Linked DNA regions of Sus scrofa: region 1 is linked to region 2. The links are chromatin contacts, called in public promoter capture Hi-C maps. All regions are on one chromosome and are shown on one strand. The core of a region is the stretch at or near the end of the contact, and the rest is flanking DNA. Distances in the headings are between cores, read along the strand shown.

Region 1 (4,096 bases), core at 1,450-3,949, 410 kb after region 2:
ACCTTCCTGCCTCACTCCCTAACCATGTTCTTCACCTATAGTTTCACCCCTAGTGCAGTAAATGGGGTAACACCATTCACTGAACTGCATAAGTTACTCTCAAATAGCTCTGAAGTCCTCCTACTTCTCTCTGCCTCTATGCCACCAACCTAGACTTGGTCACCATCACATCACATCAAGACCAGTGTAACAGCCTCTTAACAGGTCTCTCATATCTACTTTGGTTCTCTCCAATCCATATCCCTAAAGGAAGCTGGAGAGGTCTTTAAAATGGCAAATCTGGTGAACTCATTTACCTATTTGAAAGCTTTAATAATTTCCTTTTGCCCCAAGACAATATTGGAAAAATCCTAAAGCTGTATGCTACTGATAAGAGAGATTTTAGTGTTTCCTAAAGTAGTGGTTTGAATCATCTTATCAGCAGGGCTTGTTAAAATTCAATTTGGGTTCCAAGCCAGCTGGAGGCTGATCCTGCATCCTCTGAGCCCCTGGCTATTTGGACACTTGGAAAATTTTCACTACTCAAGGAAAGGTTGTTATCACTTACCCTTTAAAACCTAAGTCATCACCATTAGCTTTGTGTGTCATTTGTCCCCAACCTCTATTTTATGGAGAGAGGCTAAGAAAGGATATGGCTAAGGGGAAACATGCAAAACATCCCTCTGGTTAAGATCAAGTTATGAGTGAAAAGAACCCAAATGTCTATCAATGGACAAATGAAGAAACAAAATGTGGTATATCCATACAATGGAATATTATTCAGCCATAAAAGGAATAGAGTTCTGATAAATGCGAAAACATGGATCAAACTTGAAAACATTATTCTAACGCAAAAAACCAGATGCAAAAGCCCATATACTATGATTCCATTTCTATGAAAGGTCCAGAATAGGCAAATTAGAGACAGAAAGATTAGTGTTTCCCTAGGGTTGGGGCAGGGGAGGAATGAGCAGTGATTGCTAATGGGTACAGGTTACTTTTGATGATGAAAATGTTCTGGAATGAAATAATGGTGATAATTGCACAACCCTGTGACATCAAATTTCACAGAGCTGCACACTGTAAAAAGGGGTGGATTTTATGGCATGTGAATTCCATCTATTAAAAAGAAAGAAAAACAAGCTGTGGCCAACCAATGTATCACTGCTCTTAGAATACACCCCGATTTTATTTTATTTTTTTCTTTTGCTGCACCTGAGGCATGTGGAAGTTCCCATGCCAGGGATCGAACCTGCACAACAGCAGCAGCCTGAGAAGCTGCAGTGACAAAGCAGATCCTTAAACCACTGTGCCACAAGGGAACTCCAATGCCCCAATTTTATTTTATGTCTTTTTAGGGCTGCAGCCACGGCATATGGAGGTTCCCAGGTTAGAGGTCCAATCGGAGCTGTACCTGCCGGCCTACGCCACAGCTCATGGCAATGCCAGATCCTTAACCCACTGAGCTAGGCCAGGGATCGAACCTGCGTCCTCATGGCTGATAGTCGGGTTCGTTAACCACTGAGCCACCATGAGAACTCTCAATACCTCAATTTTAAACACAGCCTTCAAAGCCCTCATAACCTGGTCCCTGCCTACTCCTCCTAAACAAACAAGTCTAAACAAACAAGTAAAATATATAGTTATGTCAGGCGGTGATAAATTCTAAAGGGGAAATAACAACAGAAAAAGGTAGAGCAAGAGATGAAGCAGTTCTGGTGGCAGGGGGGTTGTTATTTACATAAAGCAGTCTGGAAAGGCCTTCTGGACAATGTGACAATAGAAGCCTGAAAAAGTCAAGGGAATGAGCAATGTAAATATTTACTAAGTGCTTGATCCGCATTTTGCTCCCTTTACTCCAGCCAAGTTAGCCTTCTTTCTGAACCAGTGTTCTCTCTCCCCTCTGCTTCCCGACCTGGGTTCCTTCCACCTGACAAGTTCTTCCCCTCATTATTCTGGTTAACATCTACTCCTGAAGGAAACAGCCGGAACAAATGTGGAGTGAAGAGGTGATCTGCATCGTTTAGAGCGCAGTTTAGAGATCACTTCCTCAGCCTTCCCTGACACTCCCCAGCCCTCCCTCATAATTTCTTTTCAAGAAAGATCTCTGCATAAAGTACCTTCCACTGCTTGTTTCAACCGCAATTAAATGTCTGGATTATGGGTCATTTTCAACATCTGGTTTCCTCCGGATATGCTCTGGGAGGGCAGGGCCCTGATGTATCCACAGCTCCTAGCACCGCGCCTGGCACATAATAAAGTGGGTTGGGTGGGAGCCCTGGATTCAAAGCCTGGCTCAACACAAGTAACTGCACGCATGAGGTGAGCTCAACCGTGATTTCTGTGGTACCTACGTAACGGCTGCTAGACTGACTGACTGACGGAAGGGCAGTGAAGACTGCAGCTTCTCTCAAGGCTGCGGAGTGCTCGGCCCCACAGCCTTAGAACCCTGAAGCCCTGCTCAAGATCACAGGACTTCCGGCCCCCTGTCCGCATCCGCGCACTTCCAACCCCGAGGCTCGACCTGTAGGTTCCGGGTGATAAGGTGCAGCTTCTCTTCAGGGCTCAGAGCGTCTCCCATGGTTTTGTCGATCCCGTCTCCGGCGTTCCGCCCGACACCCGTGCGCCTTCGGTGGCTACCGCCACCGCGTGCAGGGAACTGTCACGCGGGTCCAGTTAGGTTGCATCAGCTGAGCTCGTCGCTCGGCTTGCTCGGTCTGGACCCTTCTCCTGCTAGTGGCCAGGAGAGAGTCAGGAGCAGTGGAAAGTCGAACGAGTCGATGAGACGAAAAGGGGTGGAGCAAATAGGCGGGGTAGGCAGTGCAGGGGCGGGGTTGCGACGCCTGCGCCGGGCCCAACCCTCTGGTAGGCGGGGCGGTTTCCTGCCAATCACTAACCGTTTGCCCTCCCCCTGGCGTTGGACCGGCTGCCTCGGGGTGGGGGAGGTCGGGGAGGGGGCGATAAAATGGCGCAGGGGGCGGAGTGAGGCGCAGTCGTTCGTCTAGGTTTCGGCCCGGCTTCCGGAGGTGAACAGCCGGAGGGAGGAGGGGGTCGGCGTTCCTTGGCTGGGCGGGGGATGGGGGCGCCTGTTGCTTCTCCAGAGGGCCGCGCACACCGTCCGCCCCTCTGAGGGGTTGAGAGGCCCTTGCCCAGCTGGGAAAGGGCTTATTATCATTTCTGAGGTGATGGCGGCGGGAGGGGGATAGTGTCTCTGCCTCCCCACCTCCTTGTCGGTGGGCGATAGATGCCCCTCACTCTGCCGAGGCAAAGGGAGGCTGTCTGGTTACCCGAGAGCGCGGAGCGAGGTCCGTTCTCTCTACCCAGTGGGGGTGGGGTGGTGGAGGTGAGGGGGGAGGGTTGCCTCTGCCCCCTACACTGCGGCGCGGGTTGGGGGGGGGTGACTATTTTTCCGGCCGCGCCTTGCGGGCTGGGGAGGGGAAGGCAGACCCGCCCCAGGGGAGAGCCAGCCCCGGGTCCAGCGGACGTCAGGGTGGGCAGCCGTCTGCAGGGTGAGGGTGCATCGTTACCAGCTGGGGGGGCCGCTTTTGCCCCTGCTGGGGGAGGGGTGGGGTGCCAGCCCAGCGCTTCTCCCGCCTTCCGCGGGGAGGCGGGAATTCTTGGTCTTTAGGGAGGAGGGAAGTGCGAAGGCCCTGCCCCGAGGGCGATGCCTATAGCACTTACAAGGGAGAGCTGGGGGAGGTAGAACCGCATCCTACGAAGGGTGGACTGCGGCCCCCTTCCTCCAAGCTCTCGAGCACTGGAGGCGCCACCAGTTCCTTCCTGGGCGGGATGGCAGGCATTTGGCACCTCAGGGTGGGCCCTGGAGAGGAAGTGATTCAATTGCCCACCTGCTACCCCAACCTGATCTCCAGTTTCCTGTGGATTTGTTAGAGGCTTCAAGCTTTAACAAACCTGTCTTAAATCATTTCAAAAACATTTTCTTGTTAAAAAGAAACCTGTTGCTGCAGCTGAGTGGTATTTGGTCTCTAAGCCCACGTGGGAGGAAAGTTCTGGCATCTTTATCTAAGTGAAGCCTTACCTAAAACAGATTTCCAGCCCTGGGTTGCTTTTCTGTCCTGCATTGTTTACAGTTATCTCAAAGGTAGTTGCAAAATTC
Region 2 (4,038 bases), core at 1,405-3,904:
TCAGGATCTCCTCGTGGTGCTACCAGCACCTGGAGACAGAGGGAACAGATGACAGCTGTGTGGGCAGAGCCTTCAGGGCAGGGCTGGGACCAGTGCAGAGGGGTGTGTGTTTGTGTGGTGAGGTTGTTCCTGGAAAAACCAGGAAAGAGTTTTAAAGAGGTACTTTTTTCTAGGCACAGAGTTGCTGTGCCTACAGAGGCATGGGCTCCGTCAGTGGGATGCCCACTTGGCAGGATGGTTTCCAGGAGAGACCTAACAGTCAGACCTCAAGGTTTCTGGAATACACCCGTCCCCCAACCACAACCATGAAAAGTCCTGCAGGAGAGAGGTTAGGAGAGGGTGGGAAGGCTCCTTACCTCTCCAGGGGCCGGTGCAGCCGTTTCCAGCCCGGGTAGGCAGCCTTGGACTCCGTGCCGCCACCAGTCATGCGCGCCTGTTTGGCAGCCTGGGTCGAGCGAGTGTCCACGATGAAACCCTGGGCCCCAGGGCGAGCCCCCGCCAGCACAGCTCGCAGCAGCTCCTCATCCTCAGCACAACGCCGCTTCTGAGGCCCAGTCAGGGGCTGGCTGGAACGTAGCACCGCCTGCGAACAAGGAACAAGGACTCGGCTCCGGAAGCCTTACCCACCTAGCCCTGGTTCAGGGACTTTGTTCATAGGGTCCCTAGGCCAGGGCTACATACACACTGGAGCAGGGCTAGAGCCGGAAGGGGCGCAGAAGGCCCATGGGCGTCGGACCCAGGTCTGGGTGGCTTGTGGCCGGAGTGGGTAGGGACCTGATGGGTAGACCGTGGGTGGGTCATGGGTTGACAAAGGAGGGACGAGGCTCCAGGGGGCCCAAACCAGCCGAAGTCTGGGCGGGACATAGGCGAGGCTCCGAAAACCGGAGAGAGGGGCGGGGTCCGCGTCGGTGAAAGCAGGATTGAGCCGAGGGGGGCAGAGCCAGAATAGAGCCGGAGCCCCGCAACAGCCGCCAGGCAACAGCCGGGCAACGAACTGGCCAGACCAGTGCAGAGAAGACCCAAGGAGGGAGCAGAGGCTTCTAGCGGCGGGGTCTGGGGAGGGGCGGGGCTCACAGTTCCGCTGGGAGCGTGGTAGTAGCTGAGAACCGGGAAGCGGCCTCCCTGGCGGAAGCGGGCGCTGCGCGCCAGGGCATCGTTGTTCACCGCTCGAGGCACGATCACAGCGCGGGGGTAACTGGGGCACAAACTGAAGTCCTCGTTCGCCTCGCTCAGCCGCCAAGCGTTGGTCTGTGGCACAAGAAGGAGCAAAGATCAGGTCTAGGGCTCCCAGTGAGTGCCCCGTCCCTGCTCCCCTTCCAGGGCCGGCTCTTCCACATTCCCAGGCCCCCACGACCGCGCCCACCTCGCGAGCTACTCTCTTGTAGTAGCTTTCGGGCGGGTGGAAGTGCCAGGCATCGCCCAATCTCAAGCTCTTGGGACGGTAGAAGAATGGAAAGGAGGTGATGACTGATTCCAGGGAGGACAGCGCCTGGGAAGGAAGTCAAGGCATCTGGGAAAGGTTGGAATCCAGCCCTCCGCACCGCAGCTCTCGCCTCTCCATCTACTCCAGAACCCTCTGCATCTCTTTGCCATTAGCTTTGCTCCAGAATAACACTGGATGCTGGGTCCCCTTGAGCGATAACCCCCGCTGACCCCCTCGTTAAGGGATAGGTAGCTTAAGGGCCTCTGGTGCACCCTTGGCGGACCTCGATGGAGCGGGCGATGTCCAGCGTCGCCTCCACGCCCTCTATTTCTAGCTGCAACACTCGCAGGTCCTTACAGCGCAGCGTGATGGTGCCGGAGTCACCCTCGACCCTAGAGATGTACGGGTTTAGGCTTAATGTCCCCCGCCCCCGACCAGGGGAGGAGAAGGGAGTTTCGTAGGGTCGCACGTTATGCAGGGGCGCACCAGCTCCAACAGCGCTTGCCCTTCCCCCTCTCCCTGCGGAGCCGCGCGCTCCCCAACTACCCGGACGTCGCCGCCACGTCTCTCACCGCTTCTCGATGGAGTCGACACTACGCAACAGCAGCAGCCACAGATCTGGAGTCGCCTGGGCCCCTGGCGACAGCAGCAGGTGGTGGCCGGTGACGCAGAGCGTGCCGCGCAGCGGGGGCGTCTCCGAGCCCCGCAGGAGCTCGGCTTGGGCTTGGCCCGTACGTATCAGCTCCGAGAACTCCATTCCTCCAGCGGAGGGCCTGGGGCCCGACAGGAGGACAGACTCTAGGAGCGTCAGGCGGGTGAGCGCGGACTCCGAAAGGGACAGGAACTGGCTGGGCAGCTGGCGACGCCGGCAGGACAGCTGTTAAGGAGGCCCCTTGGAGGAAAAGATCACACAGCGTCACAGGACCCCCCCCCCCCATTGCCAACACTTCTTAGTGAGACCCTGGGGCTAGTAGAAACTGTTAAGGAAACCTCAATTTCATCATCTGTGAAATGGGGAGAATAACCTTGGTAAAGCCCTTTACCTCCTGCCTGAGTTGCCGGAGGACCTCATTTTTGTGTGTTGCTGTTGTTTTTAATTCTGGGGAGCTGGCACTCCCACTGATTTCAAAAAATAAAGGAAAAGACCGTCTTTCTCCTGTACCCTGGTGGAAGGGGTAGAAAGGGTAGATGTGAAACGGGGAACTGTCTGCATCCTCCCCTACGGCGGAGGCAGGGTGGGGGGAAAATCCCCTGGTCCACCTTAAACACAAGCAGCTGTGTCGCTGGCGCCCCTCCCCCACCACAGCTGGAAGTCCCTGCCTGAGGGCGCCCTCTATGGGGGCCACTTCTGGTACAGAAGCCCCATCCCGCGTCTCTCCATCCTTCCACCAAACATGAATGGACTCTGCACCGAGCTGGGCCTTACATTGGGTGTTGAGACGCAAGGATGGCCGAGGGAAGTTCCGTTCACAGAGTTTTCAGCCTGGGAAAAGACGCACTTAAGCTGGAAGACCCATCCATCCAAGTGTTCTTATATTTCTTTAACACTGATGCCTACACCGTGTTAAAGGCTGATTACCAAGAAGAAATGTCTCCCTGCCTTTAACGAGCCTTCTGGTCTACCAGGTTTCAGGCTTTTGTGTGTGTGCAAGACCCTTCTTTCAAATAATGAAGTCATCGGTGGACCCTCCCCCCCATCATATAAACATAAAGTTGGAACCACTCTGTGAAAGGAATCAGACATAAAAGAGTACGAATTGTAAAATTCCAGACCAGCTGAAATCAGCTGGGATGGGAATTCCTCAGAAATGCAAATTATCAGGCCCTACCTGACATACACTGAATCTGAAGCTCTGGGAATGGGGCCCAGCAATCTGCTTAAACAAGCTTTCCAGGCAATTCTGATCCATGCTGAAGTTGAGAACACTGGAAAGTATACAAAAAGGCAAAGCGAATCTATGCTGTCAGAAATTAGGGTAGTATCACTGAAACCAAGTCCCCCTAAAACTAAGTTCTCTCTCTCTCTCTTTTTTTTTTTTGCATTTCTTTTTTTTTTTTTTTAAGATTTTTATTTTTTCGGAGTTCCCGTTGTGGCTCAGTGGTTAACAACGACTAGGAACCATGAGGTTGTGGGTTCGATCCCTGGCCGCGCTCAGTGGGTTAAGGATCCAGTATTGCCATGAGCTGTGGTGTAGATCACAGACCCGGCTTGGATCTGGCGTTGCTGTGGCTGTGGCTACAGCTCCGATTAGACCCCTAGCCTGGGACCTCCATATGCCGCGGGTGCGGCCCTAAAAAAGACAAAAAAACAAACAAAATAAAATAAAAATTAAAAAAAAATAAAAGCAAGTTCTCTTACTGAGTTTATGATTCTCTCTATCCAAACTTTAATCCCCTTTTTGTCCCCTTTGACCATAATCTTGTGCTAACTGAATAATCAACCAGAGTGAGGTGACTAAAATTGCTGTTGTCAGTAACATCACTAATGTACTAAAATTGCTATTCTAGATATCGTCATTAACAGACAAACTCCAGTTGTTTCTCCAGGGCAAGATGAGGTAACAGCTCATCAGCCCGAAGCCATGGACTCCCTAGCCAGATAATCTTAAACCAGA

What was found. Promoter capture Hi-C pulls out the DNA fragments that hold promoters and counts their contacts.
Region 1: a promoter capture Hi-C map of fetal liver shows a contact between it and region 2, with 2.0 times the contacts expected there. The contact joins the promoter of YARS here to the promoter of LOC106510645 in region 2. A contact is called at or near these places in 1 of 5 promoter capture datasets (fetal liver) and 1 of 2 datasets of contacts at active chromatin or transcription factors (alveolar macrophages).

The regions. Positions count from the first base shown.
Region 1 is chr6:89,116,138-89,120,233 of Sscrofa11.1, forward strand. YARS (tyrosine--tRNA ligase, cytoplasmic) reads right to left here and starts at 2,700. Exons shown (of 14, transcript XM_013999119.2): 1 at 2,334-2,700; 2 at 2,100-2,224. S100PBP (S100P-binding protein) reads left to right here and starts at 2,866. Exons shown (of 8, transcript XM_021095828.1): 1 at 2,866-3,005.
Region 2 is chr6:88,710,194-88,714,231 of Sscrofa11.1, forward strand. It overlaps LOC106510645 (myotubularin-related protein 9), which reads right to left and starts at 2,655. Exons shown (of 11, transcript XM_021095804.1): 1 at 2,467-2,655; 2 at 1,996-2,315; 3 at 1,707-1,815; 4 at 1,364-1,489; 5 at 1,075-1,248; 6 at 357-583. The coding sequence starts at 2,180.